Regions from separate parts of the Capra hircus genome. Here region 1 is linked to region 2. Evidence: chromatin contacts called from public Hi-C data. All regions are on one chromosome and are shown on one strand. Each heading gives the region's core, a stretch centred on a gene start, on an enhancer-like site or on the middle of the called end of the contact. The rest is flanking DNA. Distances are from core to core; before and after follow the strand shown.

The links. Hi-C and Micro-C count contacts between places; a contact is called where the count stands out from the background.
Region 1: a Hi-C map of blood shows a contact between it and region 2, with 2.7 times the contacts expected there. The contact joins the enhancer-like site here to the promoter of LOC108633282 in region 2. A contact is called at or near these places in 2 of 5 Hi-C or Micro-C datasets (both in blood).

What each region holds. Positions count from the first base shown.
Region 1 is chr18:52,939,000-52,945,274 of ARS1.2, reverse strand. PLAUR (urokinase plasminogen activator surface receptor) reads left to right here. Exons shown (of 7, transcript XM_005692612.3): 5 at 227-361; 6 at 1,798-1,944; 7 at 2,838-4,047. The coding sequence ends at 3,091. Among named protein-coding and RNA genes, the nearest start is that of CADM4, 9.8 kb to the right of the region's middle. Within about 2 kb of position 2,979, at least 1 of the 5 cell types and tissues checked has an H3K27ac peak or open chromatin away from gene starts, as enhancers often do.
Region 2 is chr18:52,849,486-52,855,982 of ARS1.2, reverse strand. It overlaps LOC108633282 (phospholipase A2 inhibitor and Ly6/PLAUR domain-containing protein-like), which reads right to left and starts at 2,012. Exons shown (of 5, transcript XM_018063185.1): 1 at 1,943-2,012; 2 at 73-189. The coding sequence starts at 2,012.

The DNA of each region.
Region 1 (6,275 bases), core at 1,730-4,229, 88 kb before region 2:
CGCATATCTTATGTCCCTTGCATTGCCAGGCGGGTTCTTTACCACTAGTGCCACTTGAGGAGCCCTGACTGTACCCATGGAGGCTGGAATCTGTGTCTCTTGGTTGGATGTATGGCTGCCCCTCATACAGTGAGAGTCCTATAGTGAAGGATGAAGCAGAAGATGGACAGGCGACCAATTCAGTCCCCGCTCCTCAGCAACAGTCTGACCTCCTCTGTCCCCACAGAGAATCCAGAGGATGAGCGCCACATGAAAGGCTGCGGCATCCTTCCTGGCTGCCCAGGCCCCACCGGATTCCACAACAACCATACCTTCCACTTCCTGCGGTGCTGCAACACCACCAAATGCAATGCGGGCCCAGGTGAGGGGGCAGGGGACCCGGCGCAAGACCTAGGACTGCGGGCAGAGCGGTGCATTCAGGCTGGTTGCTCACAGGCAAACCCCTCCACTCTGCTTTCTCCTCTGGGGAAAAAAATGGACCTATCAAGCCCTTTCTCAAGAAAGATTTTGTGGGAATTCAAGGAGACCATCAAAGCCTCACCAAGACCTGTGCTTTATGCTTCTCCATCTTCTTGAAACCTTCCGCTGCTCACCACGCTGGTCCCAGCCATCATGGCCTCTCACCTAGATTGTGGCAATGACCTTGCTGCCCCTCCTGCTACCCTACAGCCTACATTCAACACAGCAGCAAGAGTGATTTTTTTTTTAATGTAAATCAAAGCATGTCCCTCTTCCTCAAACATTTCAATGCCTTCCACTTGCTTTTAAAATGCTGTCCGAAGCTTCTATTATGCTGTCTGTAACCCAGCATGTGTCTGCCTCATTGCCTTTGCACATACAGTACCCTCCACCGGGAACACATCTCCCCTAGGAGTTTACCTGGCTGGCTATTTCTCCTTCATCAGGTCTCAGCTTTAAAGCATCATCCTCAGGAAAGATGTCCCTAACTCTGCCCTCCCAAGTATAATCTAGATCCTTTGCGTTACTCTGTCTCTGCAAACAATTATTGGCCAACAGGACTTTCGATGGTGATGGAAATTTCTGTATCAGTATTGTCCAATAGAGTAGCCTCTACTACATATGGCTATTGAGCAGTTGAACTGAATTTTGGATTTCATTCCATATTCAGTTTAGTGTCAGTGGAAACAACCACAGGTGGCTAGCGCCCATCATATGGGACAGTGTAGCTCTATTATTTATTTGTTATTTCTTTTTATGGCCGCACTGGATCTTTGTTGCTGCCCATGGGCTCTCTCTAGCTGCAGAGAGAGGGCTGCTTTCTAGTTGCAGTGTGTGGGCTTCACATTGCAGCGGCTTCTGTTGCGGGGCACGGGCCCTAGGGCACGCGAGGTTCAGGAGTCAGTGTTTCTCCAGCTCTAGAGCCCAGACTCCAAAGCTGTGGCCCTCACGCCTCGTTGCTCCGTGGCATGTGGGATCTTCCTGGACCAGGGATCGAACCCAGGTACCCTGCGTTGGCAGGTGGATTCTTAACCACTGGACCACAAGGGAAGTCCAGGGACAGTGTAGCTCTAAATCGTAAGTTCTCTGAAGGCAGGGACTGTTTCGCCTTATCCAGAGTCTAGGCAGGTGAGGGTTCGTGGGGAGATTTCTGTCACAAGCCTCAAAGAACCACCCCCGCAACCCTCACCCCCGCCCAAAGAGGGTGCTGTTCCGAGGTCTGACCACAAGGGAGCGCCATGACATCTCTGGCTGAGAGGGGGGAGTCCTGGAGACCTAACGGTGGGAAACCCTTCGGGCTAATTTCCTTGGTTTCTCTGTCACTGATCTTCTCCCAAGTCCTGGAGATTCAAAACCTGCCACCAAACGGCTTGCAGTGTTACAGCTGTGAGGGGAACAGCGCCCACAGATGTTCCTCTGAAGAAACTTTCCTCATTGACTGCCGCGGCCCTATGAATCGATGTCTGGAAGCGACAGGCACTAAAGGTGAGGATACTTGGATGCTTGAGGGGGGTGGGGAGTTGTGTGAGGGGGGGGTTCTGCAAGAGGTAACCTCCTATGAAACTGGACTTAATTGAGGTGGATCGTCCTGTTGGAAAAGGTAGGACTTCCTTCAGGAGGGTGCAAAGTGTAGCAAGGACTTAGGACTCCTTTATTAGGAAGTGGGTATCTGCCCTACAGACAAGTGGATTTATTTCTGGGGGAGTGGAGCTTCCGTGGGTGGGTGGGACTTCTGCGGACTTCATGAGATTCCATCCTGAGGTGTCCGGGACCGGGTTCCTCTATTCCAGAGCTTTTCAAACTTTGGGGTCTCAAAATTCCTTGATGCTCCTAAAACTTACTATTTATGTCAGTTACGTCTGTAGCTATTTACTGCATTAGAAATGAAAACCAAGAGACTTTAAAATGTACTTATTCATTTTAAAAGAACAATTGAAAACTCATGACATGTGAACATATTTTTATGGGGGGGGGGGGGAAGGAGACATTTTCCAAAAGGAAAGAAAAGTGAGCGAGAAGATGAACATTGTTCTTTGCAATCTCTTTAATGTCTGGCTTAATAGAAGACAGCTGGACCCTCATATTTGCCTCTGCATTCAGTCTGTTGCAAGATCACATGCCCTTGGGTTTCTAGGAAACCCCTTGTGAGAGAAAAAAAAGAAAAAAGGCAAGTGAGGTTGTAGCATTATTATGAGAATAATTTTGACTTCACAGAGCCCCTGGAAGGGTCTGAGGGAAAGCCCAGGCATCCCTGCACCCGGCTTAGACCGGCTGCTTTTCCAGGTGGCACCCACCACGAGGTGGCGCGTCATGCAGTGAGAATTCCAGTTTCCAGTCCCCAGAACTCGGAGTCTCACGTGGTCCTTCTCTCTCTTCAGGACTGAGGAACCCAAGCTACACCATCAGAGGCTGCGCAGCCCCCTCGTGGTGCCAAAGCCTCCACGTGGCTGAAGCCTTCGACCTCACCCATGTCAACGTCTCCTGCTGTACTGGAAATGGCTGTAACCACCCAGCCAGGGACGCCCAGCCCCGCAAGGGGGGTGCCCCCCAGACCAGCCCTGCCCACCTCAGCTTCTTTGTCAGCCTGCTCTTGACTGCCAGACTTTGGGGAGCCACTCTCCTCTGCACTTGAACCCCACATTCCCACCACACTGGCTGGATCCAGGGGACCCCTTTGCCCTTCCCTCAGTTCCCAGCCCTACCAACTTACTGTGTGACCTCAGGCCAGTGGGCTGCCCTCTCTGGGCTTCAGTTTTCCCAGCTGCCCAGAGAGAGAGCTGTGAGAACCAGAGGAAAAAAGCTAGCAAAAGGCTGCCGGCCAGCAGGAGAGAGCTCAAGTGATTATTGATAGTGTTGCGGCTATTGTTATTATTAATTAATATTTGTTTTATTTAATATTTTATACCGAAATATAAGTTCAGTATTAAAGTATGAAAAATAAGATTTTTGAACCAGTGAACAAGGCCACATCTGCCCTTCTCCAGAGAGGATGAATGGGGGGGGGGCACCTTTTCACAGGCTCCTGGAATTAGGGGGTCATATTGCAGGACCCAGGCATTAGAGACCCCGGCCTTGGGAGCTGTCCCACACAGCCTTCCACCCAAAGCCACCTCCACATCTATTTCTGGCCTCCAAATGCAACTTTCCAACTCACTGACCCAAGCATTAACCTGCCAGTCTCTTCTCCCACATCCAAAGGTCAAGACTATTTTGTTACTCTAAAGGGACATGTCTGCGTTTCCTAGGGGGCTCTGAGACAGGAGATGAATAGATGACCCCTGGGAGCCCTGCCATGAGGACTAAGGACAGGACTTCATACCCTTGCTGCTCTGTGGGCCGGAGATAAAGGCTGGGCTATATTTCCTAGGATGCTCTCAGGCCAACTGAGAAAAAGCCAGAACTACCATTTCTTTTGTTTCTCTTTTTAATTTATTTTTTGTGAGAACTACCATTTCAATGGTACTCTTCGACCACAACATGGCAGAATTCATGTTTTCCATGGTTTGCTGAGGCAAGCCTGCAGAGACAAAATTGTTTCCCTGGAATGCTATGAAGAAAAAGAACATTTTCCATGGTATCTGGGGGCAGGTGGAGGACAGGGTTTCTTTTCTCTTCTCAATTTTTATTTTATATTGGAATATACTTGATGAACAATGTTGTGTTAGTTTCAGGAGTACAGCAGTGTAATTCAGTTATACATATAAATGAAAGTGAAAGTGTTAGCCGCTCAGTCATGTCTGAGTCTTTTGTGGCCCCATGAACTGTGGCCCACCAGCTTCCTCTGTCCATGGGATTCTCCAGGCAAGAAAACTGGAATGGGGAGCCATTCTCCAGGGGATCTTCCTGACCAAGGGATCGAACCCAGGTCCCCAGCATCACAGGCAGATTCTTTACCACCTGAGCCACTAGAGAAGCCCCATTTTAAATCTAGTGGTGTTATATGTCAATCCCAAACTCCCAACCTGTCCCCTCCTGCCCACTCGCAGAGAAAGGATTTCTTTTTCAGATCTTCTCAAATCATATATCCAGGCTTCCCAGATGTCTCAGCAGTAAAGACGCCACTTGCCAATACAGGAGACGCAAGAGACGAGGGTTCGATCCCTGTATCAGGAAGATCCCCTGGAGAAGGAAATGGCAGCCTTCTCCAGTATTCTTGCCTGGGAAATCCCATGGGCAGAGAAGCCTGGTGGGCTACAGTCCATGGGGTTGCAAAGAGTTGGACATGACTGAGCACATTCACACACAAATCATATATCACCAACTGTCATTGTGGTGGCCTAAAAGGATGGGGTCAGTATCACCTCTTGGACTTCCCTGGTGATCCGGTGGTTAAGACTACATGCTCCCAATGCAGGGGACCCGGGTTCGATCCCAGCTCGGGTAACTAGATCTCACATGCTGCAACTGAGTTCGAATGTCACGACTAAGACCCAGCACGGTCAAATAATAATAAATTTTACAAACCTAGAATATGGTGGAAGTGGCACCATGGGAAGCCGATTGCCAGGTCAAAGTCCTCCTGCACCAAGACTGCCATGCTCTGAGGACACCCAAGCTACTTGTGCGTGGATGCCACATGTAGAGAGAGCCCCAGAGGTTCCAGCCATCTCAGCCAGGCACCAGCCAAGAGAACCAAGGAGCTACCCTGGACGTGGCAACCCAGCAGATGCGAAGTGCAGGAGACCTGAGAGGCCCAGCTGATTTCATTTCCAGGACTGCCACGATAAGCGACAAAACTTACCAACGAGGTGGCTTCAAACAACAGACATTCTGGATGTTAGAAACAAAAAAAAATTAAGGTGCTAGCAGAATCGTGCTCCTTCTAAAGCTCTGGGGAAGAATCCTTCGTGGCCTCTTCCTTGCTTCTGGGTTATTATTGTTCAGTCGCTCAGTCGTGTCTGACTCTTTGAAACCCCATGGACTGCAGCACACCAGGCTTCCCTGTCCTTCACTATCTCTGGAGTTTGCTCAAACTCGTGTCCATTGAGTCAATGATGCCATCCAACCATCTTATCCTCTGTCCCTCCCTTCTCCTCCTGCCCTCAATCTTTCCCAGCATCAGGGTCTTTTCCAATTTTGGCTGTATTAGGCAGCCAAAATGTTGGAGCTTCAGCTTTAGCATCAGTCTTTGGGGCTTCCCTGGTAGCTCAGACCATAAATCTTCTGCCTACAATGCAGGAGACCTGGGTTCGATCCCTGGGTTGGGAAGATCCCCTGGAGAAGGAAATGGCAACCCACTCCAGTATTCTTGCCTGGAAAATCCCATGGACTGAGGAGCCTGGTAGGCTACAGTCCTTGGGGTTGCAAAGAGTCGGACACAGCTGAGCAACTTCACTTTCACTTTCCAATGAATAGTCAGGGTTGATTCCTTTAGGATTGACAGGTTTGATCTCCTTGCTGTCCAAAGGACTCTCAAGAGTCTTCTCCAGCACCATAGTTCGAAAGCATCAATTCTTCGGCACTCAGCCTTCTTTGACAGCAATCCTCAGCAGTCCTTGGGTTGTGGCTGCACCCATCACTCCAGTCTCCGCCTGTTATCACATGACTTTCTTTCCTGTCAATATGGCGGTGAGTCTACAAATCTCTCTCTTTGTATGAGGACACCCGTCATTGGGTTTAGGGGCTCACCCTAATCCAGTTTGACCTCATCTTAATATACCAATGTACCTTTCTTTCTTTTTTTTTTTTACTTTTTGGCTGTACCCCTCAGCCTGTGGGATATTAGATACCCAACCAGGGATCGAACATGCACCCTCTGCCTGGAAGCCCCCCTATTTCCATATAAGGTCACATTCATAGAACCTGGGAGTTAGGAT
Region 2 (6,497 bases), core at 763-3,262:
CATGGTGGTATCTGCCACCGTGAAGGCACCCCCCGCCTCCCCAGCATGTGATACCAGCCCCTGGCCTCTTACTTCTGTTGGTCTCAGTCACGACAGCGACGCAGGAGTCCTCATCCGGGGCACAAGTCTGCAGTTTCCCAGTGCAACTGGGACCGTCACCGACACACACCTCACAGCTCAGTGAGTATCCTGTGGTATAGAGAGCAGGGGTCTAGTGAATGCTGGTATAGTCTTTGGGCCACAGCTTCCTGGTCCAGAGGGGAATGGGGCAGAGGGGGGATGTGAAGGAAGAGGGACAGGTGTCTCCCTGGCTATTCATGGGCAGGACATTGGTTGCTGAGCAGGGGTCTGTCTGAAGCTTGGCAGGGATGCCATGGTGCTGTGAGCAAAGCTGCTTTTGGGTTGGGGGGCGGAAGCAGTTCCGACCAGGGAGCAAATTTACCTAATTACAAGGCTGGGGACTTTGGATGCTAGACCTCCTGAGCAAGCCTGGGGACAGTGCAGGGTCCAGCTGAAGATTACCATGGACTTAAAACATTTTTCTCATCTTTTAATTTTTTTTTCTATTTTTGATGTGCTGGGTCTTCTTGCTTCCTGTGGGTTTTTCTCTAATTGTAGCGATTATGGTCTAGTGTCTAGTTGCTGAGCTTTGGCTTCTCATTGGTGGTGGCTTCTGCTGCAGAGCATGGGCTCCGTAGTTGTGGTAAAATGTCTTAGTTGCCCCAGGGCATGGGGAATCTTCCTGGACCAGGGATCGAACTCATGTCCCCCATTTTGGCAGGCAGATTCTCAACCACTGGACCACTGGGGAAGTCCTTCATGGAATTTTGTCAACCTTTAGGTCCAGCTGGTTCTCAAAGCGGAACCCACTTCCTTGTGGGTACCATGCTTAAGCCTTGTAGACAGTGGAAATTCAGGCAGGAGTACCTGAGGCTGAGATCTGCATCCCAGATGAAAAAAGATCAATGACTAAGAGGAGAAGGGCCTGGCTCCTTAGTCCTGAGAGAGGAGGAAACTGGGGACACAGACACAAGGCAACTGGGTCCTGCGGAAAATGGAGTTGCCTGAAATGCATCTAAGGGAGGAGGACACTGGGAAGCTGAACTGCTTAGAGTTCTGGAAGCAAGGAAATTTCTGCCCCTCGCCTCACTTTTCTTTTTTCTAATCATACTCTCATCTGATATGCTAGAATAAAGGTGTCTTATTTTGAGATACTGCTGGAGAGGAGAGGAGCAGAGCCCATCCAAACCCCTCCTGTTTCAAAGATTCAAAACCACACATTTTTTAGCTCTTCCTCCCTTGCGGACTCAGGCTTTGTCTCCTCCTTTACCCTCTGCCTTTCTCCAAGAATCTAAATTCCCGGGACACCTCCTCTTTCCCTTCTTCCTCGAGGATCTGGCACAGTGCTCTATCAGTTCAGTTCAGTTCAGTCGCTCAGTCGTGTCCGATTCTTTGCGACCCCATGAATTGCAGCATGCCAGGCCTCCCTGTCCATCACCAACTCCCGGAGTTCACTCAAACTCATGTCCATCGAGTCCGTGATGCCATCCAGCCATCTCATCCTCGGTCGTCCCCTTCTCCTCCTGCCCCTAATCCCTCCCAGCATCAGAGTCTTTTCCAATGAGTCAACTCTTCGCATCAGGTGGCCAAAGTACTGGAGTTTCAGCTTTAGCATCATTCCTTCCAAAGAACACCCAGGACTGATCTCCTTTAGAATAGACTGGTTGGATCTCCTTGCAGTTCAAGGGACTCTCCAGAGTCTTCTCCAACACCACAGTTCAAAAGCATCAATTCTTCAGTGCCCAGATTTCTTCACAGTCCAACTCTCACATCCATACATGACCACTGGAAAAACCAGTAGTCTCTAACAGTGCCAAAAAACAGTGCTCTATAATAGTCCTCATATCGAGTGTCCCAGGAGTCCAGACCCCTCGTCACTTACCCAGACCCAGGAGGGTGCAGAGCAGCGCCGTGGCCAGCAGGAAGGTCTCAGGTTTTGCAGATGGCTTCATGATGGATTGGTGAGTGACCCTGCAGTTCCAGGTCTCCAGCACTTATAGGAAATTGAGAAGGGGCGGGTCTGGACCCACCTTACCCCTAGGCTAAGAAATTGTGTTTGAAGACCTAGGGGCTGGTCTCTATGGTTCTGAGAGGGAGAGGCAGAACCAGAATCCAAAGGGAACATGGGCATCTTGTGCCCAGCCCCCTCCTCCATGGGGACCCCAGGAGTCTGCGCTTCGAACCCTGTCTCTGTCAGGTCTCACCCACTGTGTCTCTTTTTCTGATCTAAAGCCCAAGATCAGAATCAAGTCGTTTTGTTTCCTGTAGGCAGAGCAGCTGCTAGGACTCAGAAATGGCCTCCCTTCTCTCCCTTCCCAAGGAGATGCCCAGTGTGATTGAGGCCCTACCCCTATAGGAGCGCCCAGAAAGTCCATGCTTGTTCTGTGGGGGCATGCTTGGCTCATACTCCCTTTTCTGTCTACAGCTTCGCCTCCACTCCAGGATGCACGTGGGTCTTTCGGAGACTGAACAGAGAGATTCTTGTCATTAGACCGGGATGGGCATGGTAGGAGAAAGATGCCCAGATATTTCATTGGAGAAGTGAGACATAGTTGAAAACAGTCAATGCTGGGTGTGTGTCTGGTTCAGGCACATACTTTTGTGTTTTATTAAGGTCCTTTACACACTCTGTCTGCCTCAGGCATGATCTCCAGAGGTCAGAGAGTTTTTTCGTGTGTTTGTGTGTGTTTATGTCTGCCTGTGTGGTGGGCGTTATGAAAGTAGCCAGCCATCGGTGGAGGGGATCCTATTGCGATAGGCTCCCGGCTTCCTGAAAAAATCCACTCAAGTTTGCTGGCCTCTTGCTTTCCAGGCTTCAGCTGGGGCGCTGAGGATGGTGAATTTCTGCTGGGGACCAATCCTGCAGGCCAAGCCCGGTGCTAGGAAAGCCTGGTGTGAAAGTGACCGGGAGGAGGGCCTAGAGAGCGGTTTGGCCAGAGCCAGGCGGGAAAAGCTCGTTGCTAGGGAATTCAGCGCCTCTAGCTGCTCTTGGGAGAGACGCACTAGGCATGCGCAGTGGTGACATAACCGCAGGTGCGCCGCGGTTTGAGGGGCCGGAGCCTCGTGCACTTGCGCAGTGAAGCCCGCGTAGGGCGCACCAGCTGAGCCTCCTAAGCCCAAGCATTCCTGCGTCTTCTTTGTCAGGCGAAGCCCACAAGAAGTTGACATGCCGGCGATCCACCTCCGCCATGTGGTGTCCTGCAGTGGCCAAGACTCCTCAAGTGACTGGCGTGGGGGAGGGTGGAAGCATAAAGGAACTCGTGAGGGGGCTCTAGGAGAAAGTCTGGAGTCTCAAAAGTAAAATAATCCGTATCCGGGGTGCCAAGAAGAAAGAGCTTGATTGGTGTTCTTGAGAATTGCAGTTTGGGAGACACAGATTCCGGTAAACCCTTGAGTTGCTGGCAGAGCCAGTCAGGGGCTTATGAGGACATAGGTCAGCACGTTGTTAAAGTCCTGTGGAGGGAATTCCAGTTGACTGTGATACACGTAAAGGAATATTTGACTTTAAAGAAGGAGCTTTCATGAGTTTCTGTAGTGTAAAGGTCTGATCAGTATCTTGAGTTTCAGGCACATATTCTGGATGCCTGTGTGAATACAGTAAGTGGTCAAATGATCAGATTCCATTGTGGTCTAGATCTCCAAAGTCAGAATTCCTCAGTGGCCCCACCCCCCACCCTGGCCGGTCATCTTAGAGAACACTTTTAGCAACGCTGACTTCATTTTGGTTTTCCTTTCACGAAGGAGACTTTGTGGAATTCTAAGGAGGGTCATGGGAGAATTTCTGGGAGGCCATAAGAGTATTCTGAAGATATGTGGAATAGAAGATTTTCCAGAGAGAAAAGGAGGGAGGGGGCGCTTCCTGGGAAGGATCAGAGGTGAATTTCCAGAGGAAAATGTTGTAGGGGACTCCAGGCAGAGTGTGGGGGGATTTATTATTTTTTTAATGAAAAAAAATTGTTTATTTAATTTAATTAAAATGAAAGAAAGTTAAAAGTTCAGTTCCAGTTAATTAGTGACATGTCAAGTGTCCAGTAGCCACATGTGCTTAAAGGTTACCATACTGAATAGTGCAGCTTTAAAGAATTTGTTAGTAAGGCAGAGAAACTCCACATATTGAAAGAGTTTTAAAGTGTTCCCAATATATTGTTTATGCTCTATAAACCCACTATTTATGCATCCCTTTACACTTTTCAAAAGTACAATAGTAATGGTGAGGGTGAGGTGAGTGTTAATCACTCACTCACATCCCACTCTCTGTGACCCCATGGATTGGGGCCCACCAGGCTCCTCTGTTCATGGAATTTTCCAGTCAAGAATTCTGGAATGGGTTGCCATTTCCTTCTCCAATTATTATTTTAACTCTAAAAACATTTTGTATTCGGGTACAGCCAATTAACAATGCTGTGATAGTTTCTGATGAATAGCGAAGGAATGTAACTATTGTATACATATATACAAGTACCCATTCTTCCTCAAACCCCAGAGTGTGTGGGGATTAATAGGGAAACTTAAACCTGGGGAATATCAGAGGGTTTGAGAGCACTCTCAGATTAATCTGAGAGCTGGAGACATAGCTCTATCTCTGAACCCTAATGTTCCCTTTCCCACTCTTTTCTCCAGACTTCTGTGTAGAAAACCTGAAGGCGGACACTGACCGTAAATGGTGGGCAGCCAGGGCAGGCGAGAAGACCATCTCTATGCTCCAGGCGATTCTGTGCAGCTCCCCCCTGTCTTTTTTTTTTTTTTTTTTTTGGCCTCTCTGCTGTGTGGCATGCAGGGTGTTAGTTTTCTGACCAGGTACAGCACCCGTACCCCAAGCAGTGGAAGCTCTGAGTCTTAATCACTGGACCTGCCCAGAGCAGTCTCCCTGCCCCCATTCCTTAATAGAAGTCTGAAGGTCCAGGGTCCAGACTCTGCTCTGGAGTTAACTGGAAGTGAGCAGAGGCAGTTTTCCCTTTGGGCCTCAGCATACTCAGTGAGCAGTGTGGTCCCTATACCCTTAGCAGAGGAGAAAGGTGATGCAAGGCTAGGCCAGGGATGAATCGGTGTGTGGCCTGTGTAGGTTGCTGCTCCTTTCATGACCTTAGTATCCTCAGTTGGAACAGAGTAAATCATTGGCACGCATCCTGCTTTCTGAAGTCCCTGGGCTTAGGACTGGAAGGTGTCTCATATCTAAGCCAATCAACCTCATTTTAAAGATGGAGAAACTGAGGCCTAGGAAGGGCCAAAGTGAAGTGGCCAGTCTTAGTGACCATTGTGGAATGCAGTGTGCTGTGGTACATGTTGGTGAAGTGGGAGGCAGCAAAGGGAAAAGGGGAGTTTGACCCAGGATGGTGACAGACTTCCCAACAGGCTGTTCCCATCAGGCACAAGGAGCTGGTGGGAGAAGAGAGCTAGTGAGTTCCCAGGGCTGCCTGGGTGTTACCCTGCGTGATCCGGCTCTCCAGGGAGTGGGATGGTGGTGGAGCTGTTATCACCCCTTATGCATGGTGGTGCTCAGAGCTGAACCCAGCGTGGGTGCTCTAGCCACCTTTTTCTTGCTTCTTTGTGTCCATATGTTGACTTTCTTTCCTTTTTATATTTATTTATATTTGGCTGTGTTGGGTCTTAAATTGTGGCAGGTGGGACCTGGTTCTCTAGCCAGGGATTGGATCCTGGGGCCCCTTTCATTGGGAGCATGGAGTCTTAACCATTGGACAACCTGGGAAGTCTCTGTCTAAAAAAAAAAATTATTTACAATTTTTTGTCACACCACATGACATGTTGGGACCTTCATTCCTTGTCCGGGGAGTGATCCTGGGCCCCTCTTCCCTCCTGTGCCCACCGCCCCCCACCATCCAGCCCCCTATTGGCAACATGGATTCTGAACCACTGGACTACCAAAGAAGTCCTGTCTTTCTCAATTTTGGTCACATTCCTCCCTTCTGAATGTTTGGGTGTTTGGGGAGGGATGCTGGATGCAAGGCTTATGGAATTGGGCTAAATATATTATTGTCTGTCTTACCCAGTGGTTCTGAAAATGTTTTGGTTCATAGACCATTTTGAGAATTAGAGAGAAGCTGAGAATTCTCCTACCAGGAATTATACACAAGCCCACAAGATTTACTGAATGACCGTAGGTGTTTAAATATCTCCTAGTTCCCTAACATGGTACAGTAAGAATAATGAGATATAATTTACTCAGCATTACAACTGTCTGGGAATACCCTAGTTGTCCAGTGGTTAGGACTCTACTCTCCGAGGGCCCAGGTTCGATGCCCAGGTGGGAAACTGCAACCAACAGACAAACCTGCCAGTCCCCATTCTAAACACCTCATATGGGTCAATTCACTGAATTCTCATAAAAATCCCATGGCCTCAATTCTATTCATTATCCCCTTACATGATGAAGAAACTAGACCCAGAGAGGCTATACCATTTGCCTAGAGCCATTATTT